2 separate regions of the Mus musculus genome follow, and region 1 is linked to region 2. Evidence: chromatin contacts called from public promoter capture Hi-C data. All regions are on one chromosome and are shown on one strand. Each heading gives the region's core, a stretch centred on a gene start, on an enhancer-like site or on the middle of the called end of the contact. The rest is flanking DNA. Distances are from core to core; before and after follow the strand shown.

Region 1 (3,051 bases), core at 551-3,050, 990 kb after region 2:
TTGTTTTAGTGTGTTGACTTAACACTTTGTAAAGTTGGCAATCCTGTATCAATTAGCAACTTCCCAAATTTTCACTAGTCATTAAAGGTAGAAAACCATGAGCCTACCTCACTCAAGTGGCTGCTCAGGGCCATAGGTTTCCCAAGAGGAATCCTTGTTTCCTAAAGTGTTCAGACCCTGTATAGAACTCCAGGCTACTGTATGGACCGAAGTCAGGCTGTTTCCTAAACACACCCACCTTACTAATCCTCTCTCACCTGTGCAGTACTGTGAGCATGAGAGTCATGCTCTTCTGCCAGATAACATCGCTAAGGGAAAGATTTTGCTAGAGTAACAGCCACAAAAGCAAGATCCAGTGAATGCTTGGGACACTACTGCTGCAGATAAAATCAAAATGGGGAGAGAACACTTGCTTCTGGGCATTCTGAGAAGGTCATGGCCATCTGTGAACCCTGGGGCTTTTTGTCCTAAGAGGGCGGGAGAAGGAGGGGCCAAAGGAAAGACAACACTGCCTTCCACACTTGGGAGTCTACCATCTAGCTAGAACTTTGTTAGCAGTGGGGAACTTTGCACACAGCCTGTGCTCCTCAGTCCGTCTCTCTACAGCCGGACCTTCTACCGTAGGAAATCGCCTCCACCCCTTGGCATGGGTACCCCGGTTCCTGATGAAATTGTGACCCGCTGTCCCCTTCCCAGATCCTGGACTCCAGCCCTGTCACTCGCCACACACTGCAGATCACGTGGTAGAGTGCTGTTCGCCCCAAGTGTAGCTATTGGTCTGCGGCTCATGTCCCGGAAGCTCATTGGCTGAGTCCTGCGTTCACGTGGGGGTGGGGGTAAGGTGGTCTTGGATAGCACCCTTAGTGGGGAGAGGTGGCTGGAAAGTTAAAGTGAGCCACAGATTGCTGGAGCTGGAATCCAGAGTGCTGCAATCCAGTGAGCAGGTGAGAGGGCTGCTGTTGCGTGGACCAAGCCGAGTGCCTGCCCCACTTTTGCCGTCGTGGTTGCTGTCACTGTCACCCAGCTCAGATGGTGGGGCGGGCTGAAGGGTCTCCCCTCCGTACTCAAGAGTGGTACCGGGTACGTACCTCCTCAAGCCTCTAGTTCAAGGTCCAGAGCCAGGAAATCTGCGGTGAGGGGCACGCGGGGGAGTTCTCCGACACTTACCATTTGTCCCACTAACACTGACTCCCAGGTAGTAGAATCCCCTAGCTGGGCTCGGGTGGCTTGTCGCTTCAGCGTGCAGAAACATCTCAGGCACCGGAGCTGGGATGGAGCCTAGAGGGGACCCCCGAGATCCCTAAGCGAGTTAGCCTGCGAAACGTGTCCTGAACAGAAAGGATGTCTCGAGTCCTAACGTGGCACATCCCCAACCTGAGATGTGACACTTTGGAAGATAATTCTAGTTTTTTGTGGCAGAATCTGGAGTCCAAATACAAGCTCCCGGGGCTTCAGTTTCCCGTTACGAAATAGACGCGAGAAACCCGTGTCCCAGCCCTGACTCCATCAAGTAGTGCGGACCAGTCCCTACTACTCCCCACTTAGGTTCAGATCTCCTTTTGCTGCACACAGGCAAGAGGCACACGCTGTGTCGTCTCGGGTCTCGGAAGGCAATGGGCTCGAGGCGAGCTCCACCCGGGAACGGGGCAGCCCGCGTGGGGGTGCTCGCGAGGCGCTGCCCCCATCTGGGCTGTCCCGCCGCCAGGTCCCGCCCTGATGTGATAACTTGGGCTCCTCCTCCTTGTTCGTCTCCGGGAACTAAGCCCAGGCCCTACCCCCGGGACACCCCGACGCTCACGTAGTTCAGTGGCAGCAATCAACCCTGACACTTCTCTCAGGCTCTCCCATGAGGCCAGCGAGCAGCGGCCCCGGCTGCGGCGCCGCCGGGAGAGGTAGGTGCAGACCCAGTCTAAGCTGGGGCGAGGGCGGGTGCAGGCACACCCTGTGTCTGGTGGGATGGGGACTCGCTGACCTTCCCCCAGGGACTTGTTCACAGCTACCGTTTTGAACCCAGAGGAGAGGCTCTGAACCGGACGGCAGCTTCAGAACAGGGGATGGCAGGCCCACGGGGAAACAGAGAAAGTTGAAAAAGACTTGAGTGGGGGAACTTGCAGAGTTGCTGGAATGTGGCCCTGTCTCAGCTTGCGGGTCCAGGAGAAAGAAAGGCTTCTTCAGCCTAGGCAGGGAAGGAACTGGTCCCTTTGGCAAGAACGTCCAGGAGCCAGGGAGAAAGTAGAGACAGCTGAAGTAAACTAGGGCCATTTAGGGGAAAGTTAGTAGAAAGAGAAGCATCGGGGCCCTATTAGCAACCTTGAAGGTCAAAGCTGCAAGTGACCTCAGAAGAAACCCTTAAACCCGGAGAGTTCTTCGTTTGTTAAAGCTCAGCTGGGCAGAGGCCTTCTTAGGCCTGAGCTTCTTGCTGTCTTTGGCCCTTATTAGCTGGTGTGGGCTGCCTCATTCAAAGCTACCTGACTGCTCATTATGCGGCCCTATTCAAAAACATTTCTCTTCAAGGATTGAGGGGTGTATACATTAAAACTGTAATAATTAGGGTCTGTATACAAAAGGGGGCCAATGTCAACTTCATACATATAAAAGTATCAGCTAGACATTTGGGGAGAGAACCGAGATTTGCTGAAAGGGGGGGGGAGGAGTGGATGGTGGTGTCTTGAATTGGTTGAGGATATTTATCTAATGTAGTGTTGCGGTGGGTTATTGTTAACTTGGTTTTGACATCAGCGAGGAAGAGTTGCAGAAAGAAGGTCTCAGTCAGAAACTCAGTCGCTCAACTGCCTGAAGCTAGGCAGGTTGTGGGTTTTGGTTTTTTTTGTTTTGTTTTGTTTTGTTTTGTTTTTTGTTTTTTTTGGTTTTTGGTTTTTTTTTTTTTTTTTGGTTTTTTGTTTTTGTTTTTCTGTTCAGACTTGTCAAGCTTAAAAGAAATATTACTGGCCTTCTAAGGCTGGCAGCATCTTGAAAGACCACATTATTTCAGTAGGACACAGAAGGTATTTCTGCAAGCGTCCCAAACCTGGCCCAAGCTCTCTTCAGAGG
Region 2 (3,266 bases), core at 81-2,580:
AGAGGACAACTTGCAGGAGTTGGTTCTCTCCTTCCACCTCGTTTGTCCCAGGGATTGAACCCAACTTGCCAGGCTTGGCAGCAAGCACCTTTTCCCATAGAGCCTGAACACTTTGTTTTCTTGTTTTGTTTCATTGTTTTTTTGTTTTGAGACAGGACCTCTCATCTCTAGTCTACCTGGAACTCACCAGGTAGACTAGGTTTGCCGGCCGGAAAGCCCCAGGAATCCACCTGTTTCTTCCCCACACTTTCTAGGATGGCAAGTAGGTACTAACAAGCCTCAATGGGTTTAATGTGGGTTCTGGGGATCAAAGGTCTTTCTGCTTACAAGGGAAGCTTCATTCCAGCCTTCCCTCCACCTTTTAGGCAAGGTTCTGATATGTAGCTAAGGTTGGCTTAGGGTTTCCTATTTACTTCAGCTTGTTCCAGAAGTTACTATGTATTCCAGCGGTCTCCAGCTCTCCACCTTCCTGCCTCTGCCTCCCAGTGCTGAGATTATAGCTGATGTTAACACCAAGCCTGGAATATGTTTCTTTTTGCTCCTTCTTCAAGATGGACTCTCAGTATGTATCCCAGGCTATCCTGGAACTTGCTGTGTATCTCAAGCCTGCCTTGAACTCATAGTCCTCCTGCCTTAGCCTCCTGAGTCCTGGGATTACAGGCCCAGCCCACCACACCCCACTGAACTTCAGCCCTTTGTAAAGGAGATGTTTGTGGTCCAGTCTATCATGGATTTGGGTGGCTGAGCTTAGTTGCAGAGGAAGCTTCTGGCAGGTGAGTGAGAAAATTGGAGATGATGGAGCGAGCAAGGGAGGGAGTGGACCAGGTAGAAGCTTCCCTGCCCTTGACAGAGATTCCCTCCGCATCTGAGGCTGGAAATTACTTTTTTTGCCTAGCAAGGAAGCCATCCTGCTGCATAACCCCAGCAGAGTTGCAGATCTTCTCGGAACCATGATTCACCTTGAAACTCTCTTATATAGAGTTGTTCTCTATCGCGCAGTGAACTGAGGATTCCCATAGTTCCATGCGTGGGGATTCGATTATCTGGTGCCTGGAGCCTAGAAAGGGCTCCAGGAAGGCAGAGGATCCCCCTGCCTGAAGGTCTTCCTGTGCACTCCTTGCGTTTGCTGTCTGGAAGGACTCTTGCAGAGAGCTGTGACTGAGACATTTCCCTTTTGCCATCCTGCTCCCAGACCACACAGGCCTCGCATGACGGAACCAGCCCATAATTCTGGAAACATCCTTCTTCAATGAGCACAAAGCATGCATGCTTTAAGTCCTGAGGGACAGCACCTTGTTTTGACAGTTGGAGCTAGATGTCCACGTGTGTGTAAAATAGCACTCACTGGACATTAAGCGGTGTGCATGAAGTCACGAGACAGGATGTAAAGAATTTCCTTGGTCTCTGCCTAGAACTGTTATGCCTCCCTCTCCCTTCCTTCCTTCCTCCTTTCCCCTCTCTCCTCTCCTCCCTTCTTCCCCCTTTCTTTTTTTTTCTTCCAAGAATGGATGGGAAAGACAGCCATGCATCTAACGCACTTGACATTTTGTAGGGACATTTGAAAACTGGCTGCTCTCGGTACTAATACTTGTCAGTGTGTGCTGATCTTAATTTCTTTACAACCACTCCATGTCAGTTTTCTGGGTGGGCCTCAACCCATGTCTGTGAAGGAGAATATCTCTTCATAGGCTCTTGCTGTACTGTGCAATTCTTTCCATTATGATTAGGGCTGTACGGAGACCAATGATACCCACAGTTCAGGGAGAAGGAAGAGAATTGGCATTTATTCAGCACCTGGGATGAGAAAGAAGCACAAATGTCACTGTCCTCCATCTGCCCACAGTGGGGGGATGTGGTGACACGTCTGTCCCCACTTTCCAGCAGTGGCAACAGCTCCCATCAGGGACAGAGTTGGGTCTGCATGAACTCAAACCCCAAGAGCTACCCAGAACCTTGTGCGGTCTAAGAAGGAAAGCTTTGACTGTAACGTTAATGTAGTTTCTTTCATTTGCATATACTAATCATGTAAGGAGGCTGCTATCCCACTGAAAGGCATTTCCCTGGGACCATTTATGTGTCATACCCTGAAAATACTGAAAGAAGCACACAACACTCCAGCAAGCTTGGAAGGCCTATCTATCGCTTCTTAGCTCTATCTGTGAACCTACCTGATCTACGGCTTCTTAGCTCTGCCCAGGAACCTACCTTATTCCCTTTTCATTGCTGCTTTTCTCTTTTGCAGTGCAGGGTGGGGGGGGGGATGTCTTCCTAGCACCTGGCATAATGCTAAGAAAGCAGCCTACCACCGGGCCACACTCTTCGTCCCTCATCCTATGCCTTCATGTAGCTGAGAGTTCCAACAGCTAGGTAGAAATAGAGCTACCCCAGGCCCACCATGGTCAGGGCATGCAGACTCGTTCCTCCTTCCTCAGAGCTCAGGCGGAAGAGCAAAACATTGCTGCAGAGCTTTCTACAGGAGTAAGGAAGAAGGGACAAGACCAAGACATCCAGGAACATGGCTTTCTTCTAGTACGGGAGGACGAAGGGTAGATGCTGTTTTCTTCAGGTCCCTCCAGGACTTGCTGCTCTCTGTGAGGCTGGCTCTCTCTGTCCCATTCACTCCCCTATGTATCGCACGCATCTAGATCAAACTACACACTCAACTCTCAGCCCCCATTAGTTGTTGGCTCATGCAATAATTAATTCGGCCCAACACTGTGGCCAATAACATATGGGACAGATCGTCTCCATTTTAATGGCTTTATTGGGCTAATTTAGAGGGCTTTAACCCCTGGCTTTCAACAGTCACGCTGCTAGATCCATCTTCCACATTCATGAAGCACCATGAATGGTCACAGGAATTGGAGGATCACTCTGGGTGCAGCCATGTTGACCATCAGAGGAAGGAAGGGTAGACTAAATACCCTATGGATGATGATGGGTCTGATGCTGCCTTATGGGGACAGGTGACGGGTGCCATATGGCCAAGCTGCCACCATTTTCACAGCAGCTGTGTTCGGAATCAAAAGGTGTCTCGGTGTACCCCGAAGTCAAGGAGGGGATTTGAAATATATTACAGACTCCTTTGTGAGAGGTAGGGGAAGAAACGGAGTCAAACTGTGGCTTAACCCTTTCTTCCCCACACTCTCCTGCTGAGGTCAGAAGGTGGGTTCTTGCAGCCCGAGCCCAGCTGTTGTCTTCTCATCTTTGTGAATCTGGCCACACAGTCATGCAACTAAAGACGTGGATTCACTTCTCATGCTTCG

What was found. Promoter capture Hi-C pulls out the DNA fragments that hold promoters and counts their contacts.
Region 1: a contact with region 2 is called in a promoter capture Hi-C map of pre-B cells, with 2.5 times the contacts expected there. The contact joins the promoter of Ppp1r3b here to the enhancer-like site in region 2. A contact is called at or near these places in 4 of 39 promoter capture datasets (the 3T3-L1 cell line, embryonic stem cells, pre-B cells and 1 more) and 2 of 9 other capture datasets (embryonic stem cells and liver).

Annotation. Positions count from the first base shown.
Region 1 is chr8:35,374,862-35,377,912 of GRCm38.p6, forward strand. It overlaps Ppp1r3b (protein phosphatase 1, regulatory subunit 3B), which reads left to right and starts at 1,801. Exons shown (of 2, transcript NM_001364452.1): 1 at 1,801-1,892.
Region 2 is chr8:34,388,996-34,392,261 of GRCm38.p6, forward strand. No RefSeq gene overlaps it. Among named protein-coding and RNA genes, the nearest start is that of Gm33831, 3.9 kb to the left of the region's middle. Within about 2 kb of position 1,331, at least 2 of the 459 cell types and tissues checked have an H3K27ac peak or open chromatin away from gene starts, as enhancers often do. A contact at or near this core is called in pre-B cells, where this site is marked.